Linked DNA regions of Mus musculus: regions 1 and 2 are each linked to region 3. The links are chromatin contacts, called in public HiChIP or PLAC-seq and promoter capture Hi-C maps. All regions are on one chromosome and are shown on one strand. Each heading gives the region's core, a stretch centred on a gene start, on an enhancer-like site or on the middle of the called end of the contact. The rest is flanking DNA. Distances are from core to core; before and after follow the strand shown. Region 1 holds the start of Fgd2 (FYVE, RhoGEF and PH domain containing 2). Region 2 holds the start of Ppil1 (peptidylprolyl isomerase (cyclophilin)-like 1). Region 3 holds the start of Kctd20 (potassium channel tetramerisation domain containing 20).

What was found. Promoter capture Hi-C pulls out the DNA fragments that hold promoters and counts their contacts. HiChIP or PLAC-seq counts read pairs in DNA pulled down with a chosen protein or histone mark.
Region 1: a contact with region 3 is called in a promoter capture Hi-C map of pre-B cells, with 4 times the contacts expected there. The contact joins the promoter of Fgd2 here to the promoter of Kctd20 in region 3. A contact is called at or near these places in 3 of 39 promoter capture datasets (the C10 cell line, the HPC-7 cell line and pre-B cells), 1 of 15 datasets of contacts at CTCF or cohesin (large pre-B cells), 1 of 484 Hi-C or Micro-C datasets (rod photoreceptor), 2 of 115 datasets of contacts at active chromatin or transcription factors (bone marrow-derived macrophages and large pre-B cells) and 2 of 9 other capture datasets (adipose tissue and liver).
Region 2: a contact with region 3 is called in an H3K4me3 HiChIP or PLAC-seq map of embryonic stem cells, with 13 read pairs. The contact joins the promoter of Ppil1 here to the promoter of Kctd20 in region 3. A contact is called at or near these places in 6 of 39 promoter capture datasets (the C10 cell line, the SN4741 cell line, cranial neural crest and 3 more), 2 of 484 Hi-C or Micro-C datasets (CD4 T cells and natural killer cells), 9 of 115 datasets of contacts at active chromatin or transcription factors (the 230-238 cell line, bone marrow-derived macrophages, effector CD8 T cells and 4 more) and 3 of 9 other capture datasets (adipose tissue, liver and pancreatic islet).

Annotation. Positions count from the first base shown.
Region 1 is chr17:29,358,070-29,362,536 of GRCm38.p6, reverse strand. Fgd2 (FYVE, RhoGEF and PH domain containing 2) reads right to left here and starts at 1,623. Exons shown (of 16, transcript NM_013710.4): 1 at 1,380-1,623. The coding sequence starts at 1,444.
Region 2 is chr17:29,260,853-29,265,838 of GRCm38.p6, reverse strand. It overlaps Ppil1 (peptidylprolyl isomerase (cyclophilin)-like 1), which reads left to right and starts at 1,868. Exons shown (of 4, transcript NM_026845.4): 1 at 1,868-1,967; 2 at 3,948-4,102. The coding sequence starts at 1,912.
Region 3 is chr17:28,950,868-28,955,354 of GRCm38.p6, reverse strand. Kctd20 (potassium channel tetramerisation domain containing 20) reads right to left here and starts at 2,919. Exons shown (of 8, transcript NM_001356300.1): 1 at 2,786-2,919.

The sequences.
Region 1 (4,467 bases), core at 374-2,873, 410 kb before region 3:
GAGAGGGTGCTGAGTCTCAGGTTTTTCTCCTGTACATTTGGTTTCAGCTTCTGCATTTCTAAGCACTCAGGCCTGTGCCTGTTTCCTCTCTAGCCCTCAGTTTCAGATCAGCTAGGCACCAAGGGCTCCACAGAGAGACGCCTGCATGGTCCCCTTGCTCAGAGCCTGACTCTCACACTCCTGACCACGCTTCTAGTGACCCACTCCTCTGTATGGCTACTCTACCTGCAAGGTGCAGCCAGACACCACTCAGTAGCCCAAGGGCTGGCATCTACATGAGCCTACGCCCCCTCCAGCATGAGTGTGGTGGGCCAAGAGGGCGGTGGGAATGAGCTGTCCCAGGTGCTGAATAGGATGCACTCAGCCAAGCTCCTGGAGAGGCAGAGTCAGGCTGCTCACCCAGGAAGTGAAACTTCTGCAGGGGTGAATGTGGGCTTCCACGTGGAGGCCCCAGGCACCTCCTGTGCATGGCCTGCAGGCCCACAACACAGCGTGGAGGCCTTCCCAGGGCATCTAAAGCCTGTGGCCTGGTGTCTCAGAAGGACGGAACTTTGTATCACAAGTAGAAATCTACCCCTGCATCCTCCACAGAACTCTAGGCACTAAGCTTTGTTCTTGTGGCTCCCGAGGGCTGGGGACTCTGGTGGCAGACTCCTTATCTTCATGTAAGAGTGCTGCTTTACCCAGCATCTAGCTGCTGAAGGCATGGGGACTCACTGTGGTGTACCCGGGTTCTGGAACCCTCTACAACAATCCAGGGCTCAGCCCCTCCCTCCACCTGCCCCTCCTCCCCTCGTCTCTCAGGTCCCCACAGCTTCCCCCTAAGCCTCCTGAGGCCAACCTCTATCTGCTTCCAGAGGACCAAAGGCACTCCCAAACCACAGGCCTGCAAAGCGGTTTCATGTCTCACACTCACGCCCCTCCAAGGCCACTCAGGACCCCTCCCACTCCTGGCTTTGTCTTTTCCCTTCAGACACAAGTGCCAGCACAGCCCCAAAATTCAAAGAAGCTAGTTCCTGTGTCCCCTCTTCTGTTCTCCCTATGATGGGAACCAAACAAGTCACACCCTAGGGCCATCAGAGTAAGCCCTGAGGTATAGAAAGGAACTTAGGAGAGAGGCCTGGTGAGCATGGCTCTGCTTTGTCCCAGTCAGCCACATTCCATCTGTGTCCCGCCTTCCTGTTCCCATTTGTGTCCTGGTGTGAGTGGGATGTGTGTGTGCATGGATTGGAGATCTCCCATGCTCACCCTGTCCAGCTTACTACCACAAGAGCAGTGGTTGCCTGTACTGCCAGGCACCCAGGATGGAGGGACCCCAGGTGCTGCCCCAAAGTACCAGATCAGATAGAAGGGCTCGACCCCTCCCCCACCATCTGTACCTGTTGTTCTCAAACACAGCCACCAGGTTGCACACTGAGTCCTGCTTCTCACAGGCTCGCTCCATCCTGCTAGCCTGCAAGGTGGTCCTCAGTTACCCCAGAAGCAGGGAGGGAGGCAATAGGCTGGTGCCCTCAGCACTCCCTGGCCAGCGGGTGAAGCAGGTCTACCACAGCCTGGAATCTGCCCATCGCTTCTGACTGCCTTGGGGCAGTTCCTATCTTCAGAGTGAAAAAAGAGGAAGTGGTCCCAGTAGCTTGGAAGAGAGGCCAGCACTCCCTACTGTGGGAGGAGCCTGTCAAACTCTCCTTGCTGTGGGAGGAGCCTGTGAAGTACTGCCCGGCCCTCTTGGCATCTGACCTTTACCTCTCAGATACTTCTACCCAGTCCTGTTAGAGAAGGCACGGGCTGTGGCAACAGTGGTCACAGGACGTTTCTGGAGCCGGATCCTGGGATGAGCAGCTTCCTGGATATCCAATTCTCTGCATGGGGGGAAAGGGGACGGCTCAGGGATGTTTTACTTAGTACCATTCTCAGCATCTTCCTTGCATCTGGCGCTGTGCACTGCTGATGGAAAAACAGCTTTTAAATTAAAATGGACCACAGGGTTGGGGATGTAGCTCAGCTGATAGAGAATGCTTGCTTGGCATGCGGGAAGCCCAGGGCTTTATCCTCAGCACTGTAGAACTGGGTATCATGGCACATGCCCATGGCACCCACTTGAGAGGAGAAGTCCAAGTTCTTCCTTGACAACGTAATGAGTATAAGACCAGATTCGGCTACGTGAGACCTGTCTCAAAAAAAAAAATGGGGTCGGATGGGGTGGGCTTTGAGATGGTTCAGGGGTAAGAGTACTTGTAGCCAAGCCTGGCAGCTTGAGTCTAACCCTGGAGCCCCACATGGTGGAAAAAAAATAGACTTTTCCTTTCTTTTTATTTACTTTTATTTTTTATGTGTATGAGTGTTTGGCCTGTGTGAGTCTATTATACCACATTCGTGCCTGGTACCCACAATGGTCAGAAGAGGGTGTTGTGGGAATGGGACCTAGGTCCTTTCTAAGTTCTCTTAACCTCTGAACCAATTCTCCACCCAAAATGCAGACTCTTTCAGGTTGCCTCTGGGCTCCAACCCACACACACTGTATCTCTTGTACTCCTACCCTAAAAAAAACATCTAAAGCTGAACTGGTGGTGGCACACACCTTTAGTCCCAGCACTCGGGAGGCAGAGGCAGGCAGATCTCTGAGTTTGATGCCCACTTGGTCTACAGAGTAACTTTTTTTTTTTTTTTCAAGACAGGGTTTCTCTGTAGCCCTGACTGCTCTGGAACTCACTTTGTAGACCAGGCTGGCCTCGAACTCAGAAATCCACCTGTCTCTGCCTCCCAAGTGCTGGGATTAAAGGCGAGCGCCACCACGCCCAGCTCCAGAGTAACTTTTAAGACAGCTGGGGCTACACAGAGAAACCCTGTCCGGAAAAAAAAAAAAAAAGAAAAATAGGGCAAACAAAACAAAAAACCCCACAGACTGTGAGGATATGCAGGAAGGGGTCCTGTGGTCCCCAACACCTCTTTGGATGCTTTTGTCTTAATGATGTTGATATTTCTCTAGTGGCCCGGGTTGGAGAGCCCCTATGGGTTAGAGCTAACAAGTCTCCTCTCTTTCACTCCCATAGCTGTGTTACACAGTGTGCTCCCTTATCAGAAATGGAGGCCAATGGAAGTCAAGACACCTGACTGAGGTCACCCAGGAAGAACAGGGGAAGAACTGCCATTTCTGAAGCCCAGGTAAGTGTCCTATGACTCCAGCAAAGACCCAGGGAACCTGGAGGGTGACCTCCATGCACTCCATCCTCAGGGTCCCCTGATCACAGCACCCTAGGGAAATCTGCCTCTTGGTCACTCAGGGTTTCTAGAACACGTGACCAGCGCCTCTGCTCTGCTCATTCAAGCTGGAAAGCCATTCATTCATTGCTCTCCCATGGATCCTGAGCCAGGACCCTCCACTGAAGCTAGTCTTTGTCCTCGGATCAAGTGTGAGCCATCCTGGAGCCCAAAGTGCCTGGCAGAGTTTCTGCTGTGGTAGCTGTGAGCCTGGAGCCTCCTGCCCAGCAACCCTGCACCTCTGAGCTCCCCCACCCCCCAGCTGTGTTTGCCACCAGAGGCCAGCCCAGTCCTGAGGACTAAGTCTCACTAATCCCAAATGCAGGGCCTCTGCAAGAGGAGCAAGTGCTCTTAACTGCTGAGCCATCTCTCCAGCCCCACAATGCTAGTTTTATGCCATGCTGAGGATGCAGAGCCGGCCAGGCTCTCTACCAACTGAGCATCGTCCTTAGATCCCCTTGCACTTTTTGTCATAAAAAAATGAAGAACATACCTTAGATCCCCTTGCACTTTTTGTCATAAAAAAATGAAGAACATACACGAGGGTAGACAGAATAGAATAATTCACCCCCATGAGCCCTCTCAGTCCACACCAGAGTTCATTCCCCACCTATGTGTGGCTCTTTCGATTTCCCTTCTGTGTCCTGATTAAGCAAACCCCAAATGCCAAATGACATTATTTCTGTATGTATTTAAAAACCCAGGGGAGATCCAGGACAGCCAGGGCTACAACAGAGAAACCCTGTCTCGAAAAACCAAAACAAACAAACAAACAAACAAACCCAGGGGACTCTTAAGTATCAACACACACTCATGTAAATGGACACATACCTACACAATTACTAAAGTAACACTCGTTTTTTTTTTTAAGATTTATTTATTTATTTATTATATATGTACACTGTAGCTGTCTTCAGACACTCCAGAAGAGGGCGTCAGATCTTGTTACAGATGGTTGTGAGCCACCATGTGGTTGCTGGGATTTGAACTCAGAACCTCTGGAAGAGCAGTCGGGTGCTCTTACCCACTGAGCCATCTCACCAGCCCCAAAGTAACACTGTTTTATTGACATGTTTATACATGTGTACCTACCTATAAAACAAGCAGGGCGGTGGTGGCGCTCCTTTAATCCCAGCACTTGGGAGGCAGAGGCAGGCGGATTTCTGAGTTCGAGGCCACCCTGGTCTACAAAGTGAGTTCCAGGACAGC
Region 2 (4,986 bases), core at 619-3,118, 310 kb before region 3:
GGCGGATTTCTGAGTTCGAGGTCAGCCTGGTCTACAAAGTGAGTTCCAGGACAGCCAGGGCTACACAGAGAAACCCTGTCTCGAAAACCAAAAAAAAAAAAAAAAAAAAAAAAAAAAAAAAAAAAAAAGTACCCCTAAAAAAGATAAGATAAAATCTATAATTTTAGGCTGTGGAAGTTAGCTGCTTTTGATGGTTTAGTGTGTGCTTCTGACATGCTGGGCAACTAAGCTCTCACTGAGCTAGAGCCCCTGCCGCTTCTCTTCTCTGTGTATATGTGTGTCTCTCTGTGTGTGTGTGTGTATTTGTGTGTCTTATGAGAAGTTTTTTTCTTCTGCTGTATGGGTCCCAGGTTGAATTCAGGTCTTCAGGTTTGGAAGCAGGTAACTTTACCCTCTGAGCCACCTTTCCGGTCCAAGAGACTGTTTTTAAAAATAATTTTCCTTAATCATGAAAAATGTCATTCTTAGGGATGGAGAAATGGTTCAGGTGCTCTGTTCCTAACCTCCATATGCCAGCTAGAGCCTGCATGTAATTCCAGTTCTGGGGGATCTGACACACTCTTCTGGCCTCTGTGGGCTCCTGTGTGCCCATACAAACCCAGATACACACACACACACACACACACAAAATAAATAAAAAATTAAAGTCTTTTTTATTTATCTGATCTTTAATGGGAGAGCCTCCCCAGAGTGTTCACCCACAGCTCTGTTGGCCTGTAAGTAAGTACCTTGCACACTACGGTTCAGATTGCTTCTCTTTAATATGCATTGCTCAATTTTCTGAAGAGCCGTAGGTTGTTAAGAGTAAGCATTTGCTCAATTTTTGCTTTGCTGTGCAGGAAGTGGGTGGGTGGGAGGGTAGATGCATCTTAGAACTCAGGAAGTCTTGTAAATATTTTCCTACTTCTTTGTTGTTAATTATGGGATGTTCAATATAAAATATACATTTCCCTCGTGGCTCACTGAACTTGGAGAGAGCTATTTGGGCTAGACTGGATGGCTAGCCAGCTCCCTGGATTCTTCCCCATGGTCTCTGCTTTCCCGGTTGCTGAGGCCGCAAGTGCATATCTACCTGGCATTTGCATGGGTCCTAGGGACCTAAATTCAAGTACTTTACCCACTAAGCCCTGTTAGGCAAGCCGTCTACTAACTGGCCTGCATTTCCAGCTCCAAGGATACCTCTCTGAGTAGTCCTAGCTATCCTGAAACTCGCTCTGTAGAAGAGACCTTGTACAGGCCTTGAACTCTGAGATCCCCCTGCCTCTGCCGCTCCAGCGCTGGGGGCGTGCACCACTATCTCCTGGGACAGTCATTTTAAGCTTTGTCTCTCTTCCCAGCCTTTTCCTCTTTCCACATGCTCTTTGCTTTTGGAGTCTGTGGGATCAGATTTGCCATGTGGCACTTAACGGCGGAGTCTCAGTTTTCTCCGCTGAAAAACGGGACTCCTGTCATCCACAGGATTGCTTTAAGGAATAGACGCTGGGCGTGGTGGTGCACGCCTTAAATCCCAGCACTCGGCAGACAGAAGCAGGCAGATCTTTTTGAGTTCAAAGCCAGCCAGGGGCATCACCCAAGTCTGGGAACTAGGAAATTCTCCAGCCCTCCAATCAGAGTGAAGAAGGTTGTTCCCGCCTTCCGCGCCAAAACAGACCAATCACTGTTCCGGAGCGTGGCGCGAATCGCCCCTGGAGAATCTTGCACTTGTCTGAGTTCCTGCACTGAGCATTTCGACTTGCAACCCTCTTCCCAGCCTAGAAAGAAGGATCCTTCGTCATTCTTGTCCCAGCGCCCTAAATCCTGTCAAGCAAACGGGCGGATCGGCGGGAACCGGAAGTGTGTGCCCAGGGGCGGGTCCCGGGTTAACTCCGCCGGAAGTAGTGATTGCTAGCGGGGGGGATACCTTCGCTCAGCATGGCGGCGATTCCCCCAGACACCTGGCAGCCGCCCAACGTCTACCTGGAGACTAGGTGAGGGTTGGAGGTGGGGGAGGAATTGGTGGAGGGGACGCGGGTTCGTGCCGCAGTGGCCGGCCTGACTCGCAGGTTGCCCGCACGCACAGAGCTGCGGCCGGGAGTACCTGTAAGTTCTGAAGGGACCTCAGGGGAGCCCCTCCAACATCCCGGAGACCTCGACGATTTCTATCTGCTGTCCTTTCCCCACGACGTTTATTAGTTCATTTACCTATATCCACCTTCCATCTTCATTCATTCATTCACTCACTCACTCATTTTTTTTCTCAACAAGTGTGTGTTGATCACACAAGCCATGCGCGTAGGACCTGGATTTTTGAAAACACAAATCTGGATTATGGTGAAGGAGACAGATGTGTAAACATCACGGGACAAGTAGAGTTGTCTGAACAAATTTCTTTGGAAGTAGAAGAAAATTTATTTTCTCCAAAATCCAAGAGTGATCTTTGAGCTGGGGATGCCCGAGGCCCCAAGCTCGGGCTACAGCACCATATATACTCGGTGTGGTTGCACAAGCCTGTAATCCTAGCACTCTGGAGGTGGAAGCAGGAGGATCAGAAGTCCAGGGGCTGGGCTGGGCTGGATAGAATAGACTGCTTACCTAACATTCTATTATATTTATATTAATATATAAAATTAAGCCACCTCCTAGTGCCTTGCCTCCCTTGTGTGTGATTGCGCTCAGTTTACTATTGCTAGCAGCTCCTGTCCCGAAGGCTTTGTATCACACACACCCCTCCAGTTTTAGCAGAGAAATGGTGCATTTTATAGATTTACCTGCAACCTGGTTTTCATACTGATTGAAGGGAACCCTGCTTGGAGCCTGGTCTGCCCTGTCTACTGACTTGAGCCCCATTTTGTCTGCCCTTGGCTCCTGAGTGTAGACATTAGGAAGGCACGCACCACTGCTCTCGCTCCCAGTTCTACAGAGTGCTCACATTGCTGGACCTCCTGAACCTGGGCCATACAGATTCTCCCCAGAGCTCAGTGGGTAATGTACAGCAGGAGCCCCCTGCCTTGTTTTATCCTTAAAGGCACTAAGAGAAGAGAATAAAAGCACTCGTATGGGTGTATGTGGACATTTGAAGTAACCAGCCTATTTGCTTTACACATTCTCTTTAGATTTGATTTTTTTTAAAGATATATTTATTTATTTTATTTATATGAGTACACTGTACCTGTCTTCAGACACACCAGAAGAGGACATCAGATCCCATTACAGATGGTTGTGAGCCACCATGTGGTTGCTGGGAATTGAATTCAGGACCTCTGGGAGAGCATCTCTCCACTGAGCCATCTCTCCAGCCCTAGATTTGTCTTTTAATTATGTGTGTGTGCACATGAGTTCAGAGGCCAGAGGTATTGGAAACCATGGAGATGGGGGGTACAGGTGGCTGTGAGCCCCCTGGTGGAGTGCTGGGATCTGAAGTGTGGTCCTCCCGAAGAGCAGGACATGCTCTTAGGAGCTGAGTCGTCTCCACCAGTGTGACCCACTCTTTAACACAAGGGCTGCTTTATTTTTCTATTCAAGTTTGGTTTCAATAGGTGATATGTTTACATGATCAGAAATATGCTAGAAAATATTTATTGAACATCCTGACTCTTAGCTGGTTGCTTTCTGCCCCGCCTAAGCCCCAGACTGACGCAAATGTATATAAACTACTCATACTTTAATGTCTTTTTATTACATCTATAGGTGTCATGTGAGGACTTTCCCCTTGTTCGGGGTTAGTTTCAGAGCATCGGCACATGCTTTTAGAATGTTGGCTTGTTTATGGTTGTTTTGCTTTGGAACATTGTATGCCAGAGCTGTCCTGCGTGTCACGCTCCGGTGATTGGCTGTGGCTTTGTTGCTTCCTGGGTTGTTCCCTTCTGAGTATGAACTCTGGGTGCAGTTAGCTGCTGTCTCTCACGGTCAAACGGCAGGAGTCTTGGGGGCTGCCGCCTGCTCTGATCTAGGCTCTGTCCCCACCACAGCATGGGAGTCATTGTCCTGGAGCTATACTGGAAGCATGCGCCCAAGACCTGCAAGAACTTCGCGGAGCTGGCTCGGCGGGGCTACTACAATGGCACCAAGTTCCACAGGATCATCAAGGACTTCATGATCCAAGGCGGCGACCCGACAGGCACAGGTACACTTAAGCCACCATTGGGGAGGAACTGGGTGGTAAGGCAGCCACAGCTTGACCGGCTACCACCATGCATGGTCTTTGTCGTGCCGGGGATTGAACCCAGGGCTTAAAGTATACTGGGCAAGCACTCGACCGACTCAGTAGCGCCCACTCCCCACCTCCAGCATGGGACTGCATCAGGAGCTCCACGTACCACCACCACCACCAGGGTGTCAATGTAGCCCAGGGTGTCCTTGAACTCCTGCTCTTCCTGCCTCCACCTCACACATGCTGGGTTTCAGGCACACGGCTGGCTCTGGTCTCTGATTCTGCTGACAGTGTCTGTCTTCCTCATAGCTACTATGTGTGTAACTCACTGGGAAATCATCTTTGCTCCTGAGCAGAAGATACCGCTGGAGTGAGACATGGATTCGGTTCAGTCAGGAGTGAAAAGCAGGCGGTCCCAGGTCTCGGAAGATAAAACTGTTCCTTTATTCCAACTCATTTATTTGACAGATGTCTGAGGCAGGTGGATCTCTGTGAGTTCTCGGCCAGCCTGGTCTACAGAGTGAGTTCCAGGACAGCCAGAACTACACAGAGAGATCCTGTCTCAAAAATAGTAAAAAACCAGATAGATGTGAGCCTGCTTTGTGTCCGTGACCTAAGCTCTAGGGATATAGCTGTGAGCAAATGAGCAGAGACACACCCATTCTCAGACTGGGGGGCGGGGGGAATCCACACACCCACTCTCAGACTAGCGGGGGGATGGGTGGGGAGCCAGTTTTAGTAGAAAACCAGAAAAGTTCTCCATGGGGTGCTGTTAGAATGGAAGCAACTGATGAGAGTTGGGACCTTGACCTTGGGGGCGGAGCCCTTAGAGCATGTCCTTCTGTAAGGAGTGCGAC
Region 3 (4,487 bases), core at 1,670-4,169:
CCGGTTGTAGTGGCACACGCCTTTAATCCCAGCACTTGGGAGGCAGAGGCAGGTGGATTTCTGAGTTTGAGGCCAGCCTGGTCTACAGAGTGAGTTCCAGGACAGCCAGGGCTATACAGAGAAACCCTGTCTCAAAAAACCAAAAAAAAAAAAAACAATACTGAAACAAGAAGTTAGCTTTTAAAAACAGATGAAGAAAATCTAAATGCTCTCTGAAACTAATCAAGAAAAAAAGTGTTAACGGTTACACAACTTGTGGCTCAGATGGTTCTGTTGCCTAAGAGCACTGGCTGCTCTTGCAGAGGACCCAGGTTCTGTTCCCAGCACCCACATGGCAGCTCAGAGGTCTGCAACTCCTGTTCCAAGGGACGGGATGACCTCCTCTCAAGAGAAGAGCATACATATGATAAAGGCATAGAATACCACAACTCCCCAAAACCAACCAACCAGCTAGGATCCTAATAAACCTGGTCACCACGAGAGTAGCTCAAGTTACTCAAGACAGCGGCGTCAAAGGTTCTGGACACTGCTCATACAGGTAACTTCTACAACCCAACCGTTAGTATTAATCTTTTCTAAAGTGAATCTCTTACAGCCAGTGCGCTTCTAACCTCTCAGGTTTTTGTAAGCCAGCCATCTGCCCGCTCTTACTTCTCCTTCCCCGACCCGTTCAAGCTTCTGATTTATCTCAGCACTCTCATCACCGTGGTTTACAGTTAGAACGCACAGTTCCTTCAACTTCCATGAGACACTGGCACTATGGTCATATCAGAGTCTCTCTGTTTTCTCTGCCTTGTTATTTCTCCGCTCTGCACCACCTTCTTGCGGAAGCATTTAAAAGGTAATAGAGCAGGAAGGGCAGCAGGCTAGACCAGGAATCCTCCTCCTACCATCTCAGACTCTTGTGTTTGGATGTGGGGAAGAGGGGAAAAGAGTATGGCGTACACTAAGGGACAAACCTAGTACCTCCCACACATGCAGAGCAGGCGCCCTGCCACTGAGTTACATCCCCAGCCTACCTCCCAGTCACTACCTGAAAGATGAGAGGACTGAGCTAGGTAAACTTACAACGTGCTCCCTTATCCTCTAAGCTTCTCATTTCAAGGACTCCGACTTTCCCATCTTAAATCATTTAACATCATCCAAACAGTTCCCTCAGTTTCTCACTCCAATTAGCCATGGAGGTGTGGGGAGACCCCATGTGTGGCAGGTGGGAAACACAAAACAAGTCAGGAAACTCAGCATTACAGAAAGGCACACTGTTTTTGTACGTCATCTACAACAACAACAAAACCATCAATAAGTAGCCAGACATCCAAAGCCACCAAAGCCAAGAAAAACGCCAAACCCTCATGGCTACCTTTAATATCCCTGTGGAGTCTCAAGAGACATCAAGATGTAGAAAACACCTTTGGCAGATGTGGAGGTCATCCAACCCTCATTTCTGCCAGACAGCAAGGGAATTCTGAGCCACGCTTGGGATACTGTCTCTAACATGCCTTACTTCAGTTGTACTGTGTAAGCTAGGCATCATTCAGATATTCTGTAGCTAGTGAATTGATACCCACAACTAAAAGCCCATAAATACTACTGATGCTGGCACATCCCAGGGAATCAGAGACCCCCCAGGCTCCGGGCACTCCCTGGCTGATACCATGAGAAGGAAAGCAGAGAGCTGAGGTGGGAGCCAAGACCTAATGACATGCTCAAGCTCCCACGATCCTACCAACAGGCTCCTGAGAGAAACAAGGTGGGTTAGCCTGATCCACGCCATCTTTCTCCCACCCAGGCAATAACAGGATATGGATAAAAAGCCATTTCCTGCTCTCATGTAAGGGCTCCAGAAAGCACTATCCTTTCTCACACAGCCTTCCGAATCAGGGCTTCTTGACTCCCGACTGATTACGGACAGGAGAGGAGTAAGTCAACAGAAAGAAAAGGACATGAGACAGTATTTACAGTCCTCAGGCCAAGCTAATCTTGGTTTCCTAAGGTCCGGTTCCTGGCTTACCAAGGCGGCCCAAGCGGGGTGGTTGCCTGCCAGCACTAGTAGACTCAGGGGTCCACCCTAGATTTCTAGAATTAATTTCTGGGAGCCGTGCTAGCGACCTGCAAAACGCGTTTGAGAACTGCTACTTTAAGATTTTGTTTTTGTTCCTCTGGAGTGGGGTTGACGTTCTAATTCAAGGTTCGTCACAACTAATATTATTCCAACATTCTGTTTGGGAGATCATTTAAAAAGAAATCTCAAATTTCTAGGTAAACAATTGTCTATCAGCAAACAGACACCGTGAAAGAGCTTGGTTGGTCAGAGTTCCTGGCCTGTCTGTTAGTTCGTTTGCTGAATTCTCACTTAAAAGATTAGATTTACTTCTAAATAGTAAATCAGCCCAATCCAGGAATGTTCAGAAAGAATGACAAATTCCCACAAAGGGGAGGAGGTGTCCTCATGGCGCAAGCCTGACGACACTGTCTGCTATAAAAAGTTCTTATATGCAAGAAAAAAATCTCCCAGTTCTGCACTAAGCATGGGATGACAACAGAGGGGCGACAGGACCGACAGAAGATTCCAGAGGTTCTGGGAAAGCGCGACCAACCTTCCCCAGCCTGGGCTACCGGTGGCCCTGCGTGGTTGGTCGGCAGCCTCGCCCGGCTTCTCCTTTCTCCCCAGGCCGGGGAGGAGCCCGCACGGGGCCTCTCAGGCCGCAGCGTCGCGCCCGCCGCCATCATCAGCCCGCGCCATCACCTGCCCGCTCGCCCGCCCACCCTGTCACTCGGCACTCACCGGCCGCTTGCTGCCGCGCTCTCCGACACCGAGCCCCGAAGCCACCTCCAAGCTCCGGCCACCGCGCGCCCCCGCCCTGGCCGCGGATCCCCGGTTGAGTCACCCGGCCCTTCAAAACAAGAGCCCCGCCCACCGCGGGGCATGCCGGGAAGGCCGCGCGGCTCGCCCCGCCCCCGCCGCGGACTCCGCCATAGGCCGGGGCCTCGCCTGCCTGCCCGGCCGGCCGGGAACTGGGGCTCTTCGCCAGGGCGGCCCAGTAACGCGCGCCGCCGCCGCTTGCGCTCCATCACCCAAGGGGCTCAGACAGGAAAGCGAGCTGCAGGCTCGAAGGTGAAAGAGGCTGGGTCGCCCCGGAACGCGTGATGCTCACGGAAAGATGAGCCTATCGCCTTTGTGTGGCGGATGGATATGAACTGCAGCCCAAAGACAGAAAAACATCAACAACAACAAAACAAGATAAAAGAGAAAACAAAAACTTCCCCCCAACTCTTGAGTTTCACGGAACAATCTGCGATAGCAAACAAGATTCTACAGGTTTCATGTTACCTGGAAGCAAACTATTAGAAAGCTGGTTGCCTTGCTTCCTGTGAACCGCACAAGGGAACCTGAGAGGAGGAACCTGGCTCCATCTCTCAGGGTCACGGGGACTTGTGGCTTTTGTACTTAAGAAAGTTATCAGACCAGTTGATTACACCATCACAATGATTGCACAGACTTCTAGTTTTGGGTGTTTCGTTCTATTGGGGGTTTGCTTGTTTTAACCTTTATTTCCCTTCTCCCTCCTCCCTGGCTCTCCACTCTTAATACATGGGGTGTTCTTTGTTTTTTGAGACAGTCTCCTTTATCCCAGTATGGCCTTGCACCTCTGATCCGACCTTCACCATGTGAGTGATGGATAGGGTTACAGACAAGCCCTACCGTAGCCGAATTATGAAGGGCTCTGGTGTAACCCAGGGCTTCATGCACCCTAGGCCATTATTCTACCAGTTGAGCTACGTCTCCAGGTCCGAGTTCATTTTATTGAGATGTGACGCCGCAGCCCATGTTGAATTTGCTGTGTAGCCAAGGATGGCTTTGGACTCCTCATCCTCCTGTCCCTGTCTCCCAAGTGCTGACATTATTCTACTTTAAAACTGCTGCTGAGCACTAAATAAACTAATAAAACCACGCAAAAAAATATAGGGAATACCTGTGTGCACAGCATTAATCCTAGCACTTGGGAGGTAGAGGCAGGAGGATCAGGAAATCGAGGTCCCCCTTATTTGGCTTATGTTGCTTCTGGGGGGGGGAGGGGAGGAGGGGGACGGGTCTACCTTGCCCAGTTTCCCCCATACCACCTGTCACTAAGGGAAGTCAGGGAATCCAGTCAGGAAACTGGGTCTACAAAGTGAATTCCAGAACAGCCAGGGCTACACAGAGGAAACCATGTCTCAAAACAAACCAAATACGACCACCAACACAGTAATGTCACAAAAAAGCCAACACAGTAATGAGATCATGTGCTGGCATCTCTGGGCCTTGGAACTACAGAGAACATACCCACTGATTAAAATTTCATTCCAAAAGTTTCCTCTTCTAATCCTGTGCCCCTGTGCAGTCTCCATACCCACGGTGGAACTACTGCCTTTCTTGTTCTGAATACAGGACAATCAACTTCCTCTTTCTTTCATTTCCAAGCTCCCCTCACCCATCCTGAGCCAAC